Regions from separate parts of the Rattus norvegicus genome. Here region 1 is linked to region 2. Evidence: chromatin contacts called from public Hi-C data. All regions are on one chromosome and are shown on one strand. Each heading gives the region's core, a stretch centred on a gene start, on an enhancer-like site or on the middle of the called end of the contact. The rest is flanking DNA. Distances are from core to core; before and after follow the strand shown. Region 1 overlaps Fgfr2 (fibroblast growth factor receptor 2). Region 2 overlaps Fgfr2 (fibroblast growth factor receptor 2).

What was found. Hi-C and Micro-C count contacts between places; a contact is called where the count stands out from the background.
Region 1: a Hi-C map of frontal cortex shows a contact between it and region 2, with 1.6 times the contacts expected there. The contact joins two enhancer-like sites.

The regions. Positions count from the first base shown.
Region 1 is chr1:194,262,253-194,267,504 of GRCr8, forward strand. The region is part of intron 2 of Fgfr2 (fibroblast growth factor receptor 2); the gene reads right to left. Among named protein-coding and RNA genes, the nearest start is that of Fgfr2, 16 kb to the right of the region's middle. Within about 2 kb of position 2,304, at least 8 of the 93 cell types and tissues checked have an H3K27ac peak or open chromatin away from gene starts, as enhancers often do.
Region 2 is chr1:194,180,809-194,185,508 of GRCr8, forward strand. Fgfr2 (fibroblast growth factor receptor 2) reads right to left here. Exons shown (of 18, transcript NM_001109892.1): 15 at 4,066-4,136; 16 at 2,250-2,387; 17 at 289-394. Among named protein-coding and RNA genes, the nearest start is that of Fgfr2, 98 kb to the right of the region's middle. Within about 2 kb of position 2,298, at least 18 of the 93 cell types and tissues checked have an H3K27ac peak or open chromatin away from gene starts, as enhancers often do.

The DNA.
Region 1 (5,252 bases), core at 1,054-3,553, 81 kb after region 2:
ACTGTCACTTTTTATAATGTTTGCCTATAAACTTTTCCCGTGTGGTTTCTGAAATGGCGCCCGAGTGCAAACAGAGAACAGATGGGCGTCCAAGTCCTGTCCTGGCCAATCATCTCCTGCAGAACGCATGGCAGATTCCCACTCAGGGAGAGGGAGCCACTTCTGCCAACCACCTCTGGGACAACAAATCACCCAGCACATCACAACAGCCACATCTAGGGTATCCCCAGAATGACTTCTTCATCAGCGTCTAAAGGATCTGAGTTAAAGATACAGTGGGGTACCTCAAATGGCCCACTTAGGGGGTCTCCCCACAATCTGATCCCAAAAGAGAATCAGAATAGATTCACCTAGAAGAGAGAAATACAAGGAGGAAAGGGGGAGATGAGGAGAGGAGAGGAGGGGAAGGGAAGGGAGGGGAGGGGAGGGAAAGGGAGGGGAGAGGAGAGAGAGGAGAGGAGAGAAGAGCAGGGGAGGGGAGGGGAGGGGAGGGGAGAGGAGGGGAGGGGAGAGGAGAGGAGAGAGAGGAGAGGAGAGGAGAGAAGAGCAGGGGAGGGGAGGGGAGAGGAGAGGAGAGGAGAGGAGAGAAGAGCAGGGGAGAGGAGGGGAGGGGAGAGGAGAGGAGGAGGGTGGTGGAGAAAGGGCAGTCCCAGCAGGCTTGTCCTGTCAAGGGACTGGACTGCCCAGCTAAACTGTCCCCAGCTTCCAGCACACCTCTAGCCCAGCAGGATCGCACAGGAGCACTGAGGAGAAAACAATACCGTGGCCTGGTGTTCTCCCAGACGATGCCATCTAGTACAAGACAAATAAACACCACAGCCACAGGACTGCCAAAAGTCTTTACAGAGAATGGGGATTAAGCTGCCAAATGTCACTGCAAAGTCATAGGACACTGGGTTCATAACAGGTGAGTGGCAGTGGGTTGACCCACTCTGCCCTCCGAGCCATAAAGATGCCCTGCAGTGGCCACTCCACAGGCCTGGTGAGCTGTGTTCACTGGCCACAGAACAGTGGACAGAACTTGAAAGGCTCTTTGTAACTTCAAATCAAGGATGCCCAGAACGCAGGGCACACGGTACTGGGGTGCCCACCCATGCTTTTAGAAACCTGTGACACCTGGCTCGACTGGGACCTTGGAAGAGCCCCTCCTGTTCATTTTTTGTTTTTTGTTTTTTGTTTTGTTTTTGTTTTTGTTTTGTTTTATTGGGGTTTTTTTTGGTATTTTTTTGTTTTTTGTTTTTTGTTTTTTTTTTTTTTTTTTGCACGGCACGGTCGGCATGGAGCTGGCACCAGAGCTCAGTATAAAGATATTAAGGACAATGGGGTCCTTTGGTGGAGTCAGGAAGAACCTCCTCTGGTAGCCTCTCCTCAGACACAAAGACGACACCCTAGAGCAGGCTGCTACAGCTCCTACGCTTTCAAAGCTTCCCCTTTACAGGTGCCAACTTGCACATCCTGATGCCATCCTTCTAAGGCCCCAGTACAACGCATCCTTAAAGAGAGGAGGGGGACAACAGCCACACAGGACAAAGGTGGAAGTTTTCAACCTCAAGAACTACTGCTGCATAAAAAACGGGGAGGGGTGGGGTGAGGCCGGGGAGAGGAGAGAGGGGAGCAGGCCGCTCAGGCTTTCTGCTTACAACCAATAGCTGGAGCATCTCTTCAGACACGTGTCCTGTCAGCATCACTCCCGCCAACAGCTACTTCAGCTGCAGTAGCCTGATGGCCCCAGAAACTCCGGGCTGGCTCAAGCCGCCCGTCAGAGAGGACTAGAAGGTAGCAAATGCTTCCAATATGGGAACCATTACATATTACGTACTCAGGCCCACCCCTCGTAATTTAGGTTTGGCTTTGAGAAACAGGGTGGACAGTCCTCCATGTTTGAAAGAAATTATGCTTGAGCCCAGGAGAAAATAAAAATGCAGAAAGGCAAAAGGGCCCAAGAATGTCCTCACTGTATCACCCAATACCTGGACTCAGTGGCTTCACCCTGTGCCCACCTGCACGCCTCTCCCATCCAATCCTGTCATGACACGATAGTGTCCAAGTGGCAGAGACACCTGCACTCGGTTCCTACGCTCCCAAGACTGGAACCACCTCTGGGCCACCGAGACGCAAGAAGATATCAAATCCATGCAGCCACATAAATCCTCCAGTTATTGCTTGAGCAAGAACTGTAAAATGGAGCCTTTTGTTCTGAGAGTATATCCCGGAGAACCCAGCCATTAGGTTCCACAGCACCCAGGAAGTAGAAACTGGCATTACAAGTTATGTCAAAGCACCCAGCACTCGTGGCTCAGAGGCACAAAGAACAGTCTGTATCCACAGTCTGGCCAGCCAGGCCCAGGCCTCCTGCGTCTGAAGGCGCACTTGCAAGAGAAAGCACAGCTTCCTAAGGTCCTCAGGACTCCTTGGGACGCTGTTCCCCAAACCTTGCCATGTAAGGCTGGATGCACAGAAAAGGGCCACCAGGAAAGTTGGCTGGAGTCAGGTGGCTGCTCCCCTTAGCTACAGCATCAGAGGGAGCATTGGGCACCCAAAGAGGCGAAGGCCAGAATGGAACGTACCCCATCTGTACCAATACAGTCTTAAGATCTGTTTTAGTGTCTCTCCAGAAAATTAATTCACATCATTACCCAGGCACCACATTCCTCTCTCTCCCCATCCCTCCCTACTCCCTCTCTCCTCTCTCTCTGTCTCTGTCTCTCTCCCCACCTCCCTCCCTACTCCCTCTCTCCTCTCTCTCTGTTTCTCTCCCCCTCCCTCCCTACTCCCTCTCTCCTCTTTCTCTGTCTCTGTCTCTCTCCCCGCCTCCCTCCCTACTCCTTCTCTCCTCTGTCTCTCTGTCTCTCTCTGTCTCTCTCTGTCTCTCTCTCTGTCTCTCCCCGCCTCCCTCCCTACTCCTTCTCTCCTCTGTCTCTCTGTCTCTCTGTCTCTCTGTCTCTCTGTCTCTCCCTCTCTCTCTCTCCCTTCCCTTCCTCCCTTGTTCATTCACATAGTAGCTTGCCTAGTCAGAAGGTACTGTCTGTCCTCTGTCCCCTGTCCCTGTTCCCTGCACCCAAAACTGCTACTCCACCTGAGAGATTCCTGTGCAGTTTTCAAAATCCAACCCAAATGTCTCGCCTGTAAGATTTCCTGATTCCTATCATAACACATGCCATCACCCCGTCCCCATGATGTCACAACCTATGTTTTATCCATGTAAAATAAAACACACAGATTCAGTCACCCCCTCGCCCAACTGTCTCATGGGGACATTCTAAGAAGTTGGGAGGAAGGAAAATGAGTGCAGTGACCTAGGTTTATGCTGTGTGAGGACCTCCATCCAAGGCCAGCCTAGGGCATGGACTGGGTGCTCGGGTTGGGTGCTCATGGGCTCCCAGATGAGGAGGGCACTGCCAATTCAGAAACCCTCTGCCCAAAGACCAAAGCTTAAGACTTGCTGCTCGGGTATGAACGAGGCCATGTGGAACGGCCCCTCGGTCCCTGAGACACAGACCCTGATATGAGGAACGCGCTGAGAGGAAGCACTCTGTGCACAGTAGGGCAAGTGCTCTAGCTGCAGCTCTGCCCCAGCCAGGGGCCACCTATCTGGGGCTCGGTTTTATGGGTCACAACCTGATTCTAACAAGTCAGTAGATGAGTCAGCAGGGGATTGAGACAGCCCCATGAGAATATCCACTTACTTTCCTCTGACTCCAAACCAGGGTTTTCTTTCAAATGAGCAAATCTGTCACATCTTATATACGCCGCTTCCCTAAGTGAGGATTCCTGCAAAGTTCTCAAGTGGAACTAAACATCCACAAGTCTTGAAGGCGCCTCCTCTTCCAGACCATGCCTAATACCTGCTTCAAGAAACCAGTGAGCCAAAGGCCTACAGTTTACTGTACCTTTGGGGGCTGAGCTGACAGATACCTCAGTCCACAAAGTGCTTGCCTTGCAAGCATGACTTTAATTCCTCAGAACCCACATTAAAAAAAAAAAAAAAAAAAAAAGCTAGCTGTGGTGAGAGAGACAGATACATCTCAGGGGCCTGCTGACCAGCCAGCTTAGCCTACATTGTAAGCTCCCGGTCAGTGAGAGACCCTGTCAATAAAACCAAGGTGGACAACACCTGCACACCTGCTATTCACCCATTCAATGAATACACACACACACACACACACACACACACACACACACACACACACACGAAGTCCCTATAGCAGTGGGCTGAGTTATCATACTCCCCAGCCCCCACCGCCCACCCCCCAGATGCTGGGAATAGGGGCTCTAACACCAAACTACACACAGGTCCAAGAATCCCAGTGCCTAAAGCAGCCACAGCTCGAGGACCTGTTTGCAATGAACTGGGGTAATTGGCAGGTGTTCCCGAGGCCGAACTGCAGTCCAGAGGCAAGTTTGCGCGGACTTCATGTTGCCTGTGGCTCTACAGAAGCTGCATCTGGACCGAGCTTGCCTCTCTGACACTGAGATAAATATTCAATAAATGGCATACACTCAAGTGGAGATATTTGCCCTCTAATTCCCTTAAGGGGCAGATCGATGCCCAAATCCTATATGACATTTTCCTTGTTCAGAGGCAGCCCCTCCCTCCTCCACTTGGTAAGGGCTTTCTGGATAAAGGAATAGTTTTTAAAGTGGCCTGGCTACAAAGGCAAGGTTAAGAGTTAACCCTAGAGGGCAAGGCTGCCTCCTGCTTCTCTGACTCCAGACCTTTGGGGAGGTATTGTTCAGCAAGTTTATTTAAAGGGCTTGGCCTTTCTTTTCTCAGCGGGACCCCAGTTACAACACCATTCAGAGACTGCAGATGTGTCCCCAGGACCAGTCCCCTCCAAAGCTTCCCAGCCAATTGCAAATGAGGGGCCAGCAGCTGGAGACTGAGGAACAGGTGGCCTTCCTCTTGGAATGGGTTTGATCCTGTTGTTGGGGCTCAGCTAGCTCAGGCCTGCACAGAAGCTGGAGGAGAATCTCTGCTAGGGGGAATGGTCGGCAAGCAATGACCTCATAGAAAGTTGCTTTCAGGAGAGGGCAGGGATCGTCCATTCCAGCTGGTTAACACCACAGGACCTCGAAAGGCAGGCCAGAGCCAGAAGGACCACTTTTCCATAGTGATTTGCAGGGAAAAGCAAGGATTCTCTATCTGGGGATGCTGTCCAGGAGGACCAAAAGCCACATCTGCTTGGAAGTTCCAAATTAGGGTGGCACCACCATGGCTAACCTTTCTCTCCTGCTCTGCAGACCTCAGATTT
Region 2 (4,700 bases), core at 1,048-3,547:
AGCTGGTCAGCCACTGAGCATTCACACGAGCCACCCACCAGGATGTAGAACCCAGGGCCCATGTTACATGCCAGCACCTTCCCACGCACACCAAAACACTACCACAAAACATTTCCATCTCTTCCTCTGTCTACCCAGACGCCCTGGGCCTCAGCCTCCAGCCTTGGGAGTCAGAATTCTCAAAGTTCAGTTCTGGGAGGGAAAAATAACACCCGACTAAAATGGAGCGGGGGTTTAACTCTGCCTGACCCAAGCAGGGCCTCTGAGCTTCTGGAGGGGCGCTTTTACCTCATTGGTTGTGAGAGTCAGAATTCGATCCAAGTCTTCCACCAACTGCTTAAACGTGGGCCTCTGTGAGGGTACAGCATGCCAGCAGTCCCTCATCATCATGTACCTGGGAAAAGGATTTCTCTGGTGAACCAATGTCGTTAAGCACGTGATGTACAGATGTGATTGCTTTTAACAGCTGGCATGGAGACATGGCCTAGATAGTAAAATATAATTACATGCACCACCATCTACCACTACAGAAACTTCTCCATACCCAGAACACTGCTCTGCACCCAGACAGGTGTACACATGTGCTATCTCTGTGACAGTGTGACCTACCACTACGCTGGATACTTTTCAGCATCCTCTAGAGAGCGGAAGAAGACACGTTTACCGCCTGCCTCTCTTCTCCCTCTCCAAACACTCCGGCCTGAACTACACTTCCGGTTTTGTTTTAAAAAGTCTGTTGACAAAAGTTCCTCAGTTTAAAAAAAAAAAAATTCAGAAACCATAGCGAGAAGGTTTATGCAAACTAATCTGGCACCACAGAGCTTTGCACTAACTTCCTGACTAACTCTTGGGATAGTCCAAGCTTCCCGCCTTATCTTGATTATGAGTTTCGACAGACCCTCTATGTTAGAAAAAGCGACAGGAACACGGGGCGCACAATACATGCCTTTATATAATACGCTATAAACGGTGGCCATTCATTAGCCCTCCACTGTACACCAGAAAGTGCTCATGGGATTACTGCTCTAAAATCCCCATGAAGAAGCACACAATAGAAGGCAGTCTCTGGGACAATCACTTTCTTAGTTTGCCCCAGAGGAGAAGCAGCACCTCACTGCACAAGGCACGCGTCATTAACACAACACAATTTCTCTTACAGTGTGAGAAAGGCATTCCTAGAAACCAGCTCACATTTTCATACTCAGAAATAGTACCTCAGTGATGGCACCAGGATAAACTCTCAGTCCCCTGCTTTAAAATATGAGTAGGCAAACACGGCAATCCATTCAGTCAGAGGAAATGTGGTTGATGGAATGGCAACTTTCCTATCCTCCCTATTTTTTTGTTCTTGCATGCTCACAAGTCTGTGTGTTATTTGTGTGCCTCTGCATACATGTGTGTTCATGCACACACATGTTGGCATGCATGTACATTTGGGGGTTGGAGGTCAACTATGGATATTGTTCCTCAGAAACCATCTACCTTATTCTCTTAGCTAAGGTCCCTCACTGAGACTTGAAGTTCGATGTTTTAGGCTAGGCTGGCTGGCTAGCAAGCTCCAAGTTGCTCATCTCCACCTTGCAGTCTATGGAATTACAAGCACACACACCACTGTACCCAGCTTTTTATGTGGATGTTAGGAATGAACTCAGGTCCTCGTGCCTGTGTGGTAATCACTTTACCAAATGAGCTATCTCCCCATTCCCATCACTTTGTTAAAAAATTTTTTTTAACTTATTTTCATTTTATTTTATCAAGAAAAGGGCCTCATTCTGTACCCCAGGCTGGCCTCAACCTTGCTTTCCTGCTCTAGCCTCCATAATGCTGGGATTGTAGGTATGAGCCACCATGCCTAGCTGTCATGATGATTATCAATGGTTAAAGGTGCTTTGGAAGGAGTTCATTTCCTACTTGGCATTGCCAGTGCTGTGAACAACCTTGTACATTCTACAGGGGCAGCCCTGTGGCATTCTAGCTCAGTGCCTGACCTATAGAGTGTTCCTGTCGAAGTGTGGTTCTCCCTTCCCGTGGGCAGCCAGATTTAAGGCCACTCCATACACTCTTTTGGCTAAGCCATGGCTGTCTGTGTATCTAACTCAGTACCGCCATTGAACCCAGGCGGCGGCAGCAATTCTTCTGCTTAGAGCATATTTAGGGAACGGGAGCCTGAGGAACCCAAGACACGTCTGGAGAGAGGACAGATGTGGTGAGCCCACTACACTGTCAGCAGGGGTGGCTATAGCCCTTACAGTTCATTGGTGCAGTTGGTGGGCTTGTCCATCCTGTGGCCCTCTTTGAGCAGCTTAAAAAGTTCCTCCACGGGAATCCCTGGGTAGGGTGAACCCCCTAAAGTGAAGATCTCCCACATTAACACCCCGAAGGACCAGCTGCAAAGAGAAGAGAAAACATAGCATTAGTAATGCATCCAGACTGCAGAAAACTAAACATGTCAGTTAAAAAATAAACACCCGCTCACTTCTTACATCCATAGACAAATGAGCCCTCCCGCAATCCATCCTGCATGCCCTTTCGTGACCCCCAAGGAGCCTCCCTAAATGAGGACGACATGTGGACGGTCTGATGGAATTTTCCATCGATAGACAAAGCTCTTTGTCTTTTATGTGGTGATAGTCATGTGGGGGGCGGGGGTGGTGGTGTCTTGACTCCTCGACTTGAGGCTTCTTCTCTCTAAATCACCCATCCCGCTTTGTAGCTGACATAGGAACCTGATCTACAGATGACAAAATAAGGCTAGAAAAGCTGACTCTGTGAGAGGATGCCTGCCCTGGATGGCTGGTAGGGCTCCAGCAGGGCAGATTCTGTGACTTAGTATGATGTGAAGGGAGCCAGCGCAGGGCTGGGATTAGCATGGAGAAAGTTCACACCCCAAGAGAAGAACCTCAGACAGCAGAGAGTGAGAAGACCTCTGTGCTTGATTTCACAGAGATCCACATCTGCATTTCCCCAACCGAGTGTGGTGCACTCAAGTCTATGATATAATTGATCAGAGAACCACAGGTTATTTGGGTCCTGCAGTTCTGAAAATTCATGCGCCGTGACCCTGTAAGGTCAGCTTCAACATTGACACTGTCCCTGGTTTTCTACCAAGTAAGGGTCACAATACAGGCAAAAGCAGCCCAGAGCCTCAGTGCATCCACACACAAGTAAGAACTCTTTCCTCCTAGGAAGGTTAGTGGGAACAAGAACGCTGCATCAGAAAACAAAAAACCAAAAAAACCGAACAAACAAAACCCCAGCCCTTCCAAACTAAAAACAAAAAGAAAAACAAAACAACAACAACAAAAGACCCTGTTGTCTTTTGGAATAATTATAAACCCACAGGAACTAGCAGTTTCTCCCAGTAACATCTTTCAGCTAAATTTTCCAATCTACAACATCAGTTAGAGTCTGGCTCTAACAGTAGTTTACATGAATCATCAGAAAAAAAAATCACGTAATTTCTATCGTATTTCTAGAATGTTATCAGAGGCTAAGACAAGACTTAAAATATTATATAGTAACCACAGCTAGTAAATGTGGTGGTCATCCCAACTGATCATGCCTCATTCAGCATCAACCTCTCAGGACAAGCCTGGGCCAGAGAAGAATCATATATTCCTAAATTGGAAGGGCTTCAGTCTTTTCTTTCTAATCTTTAAAAAGATAGGTTCACACTACATATTCCTGGTTAGCCTTGAACTTACAACATGTGGTGTAGGTTGGTCTTGAACCCCTGAGTACGAGGGTGTACACATGCACTTCCAGGCCCAGCTAAGAGGGTTTCTTTAAGGGAGTGAAGAACGTACCACCCACTCGACAAATGAGACAGAGGCTGAGCGAGCATCCGCCATCTGTGATAGGTAGAGGTGCGTCCAATATGGCAGCAGGAGGCTGGTGTCTCCACCTTCCCAAGGTAGGCAGATCAGTAACCAAACCCTGGGCACCAGTCTACTATAAACTCAAGCCACTTGAGATCCCCAACTCCCATGCCTTCTGTGAACATGTCGGACCTGTAATATTTTTGCAACTCAACCCATATATAAGCCAAGGACAGAAGTTACTTACACATCACTCTGATGAGTGTAAACTCTATCAAAAAGGGCTTCAGGAGCCATCCACTTGACTGGAAGTCGCCCCTGCAAGAAAATGTAAAATCTCTGTAGGTTTTACAAGAGTACTGCTGTAGGCCCAACAGAACCATGCCCTGTGTAATCATACTGACTCATTTTTGTAGCCACATAGGCTCACAACTTAAACTGGCCCAAGGTAGGCCCAAACTCTCGGCAGTCCTCCTGCCTCAGCTTTTGCGCTCCCATACCTGGCTGCCTAATCTTGCCAAAAATTAAAATAAAGGACTCAAGAACCACATTGATTGGTTAGGTCCTACAGGGCCTTTCTGCAATGTGTGGAAAGAGACTCTGGGTCTCAGAAGACAAATCTGTGCATTTGCTGGAATGCAGAGGAAATGACTGTGTTGACATGCACAGTGGTGTCCCTGTTTGCTTGTCTATTAAAAAAACAAAAAATACCTAAGGCCCCAAATCAAGTCCTAGGATTTTCTGGCTGGTTCTAAGAACCGAGCCTGGAAAGTAGACTTAGGTTCCTGTCTCTTTCTCATTTCTCTACTCCAACCTGTCTTGAATTCAGGCTCCAAACCTGAGCAACCACCTAGCACCCAGTGGCAGGCGTCCCCGGCTCCA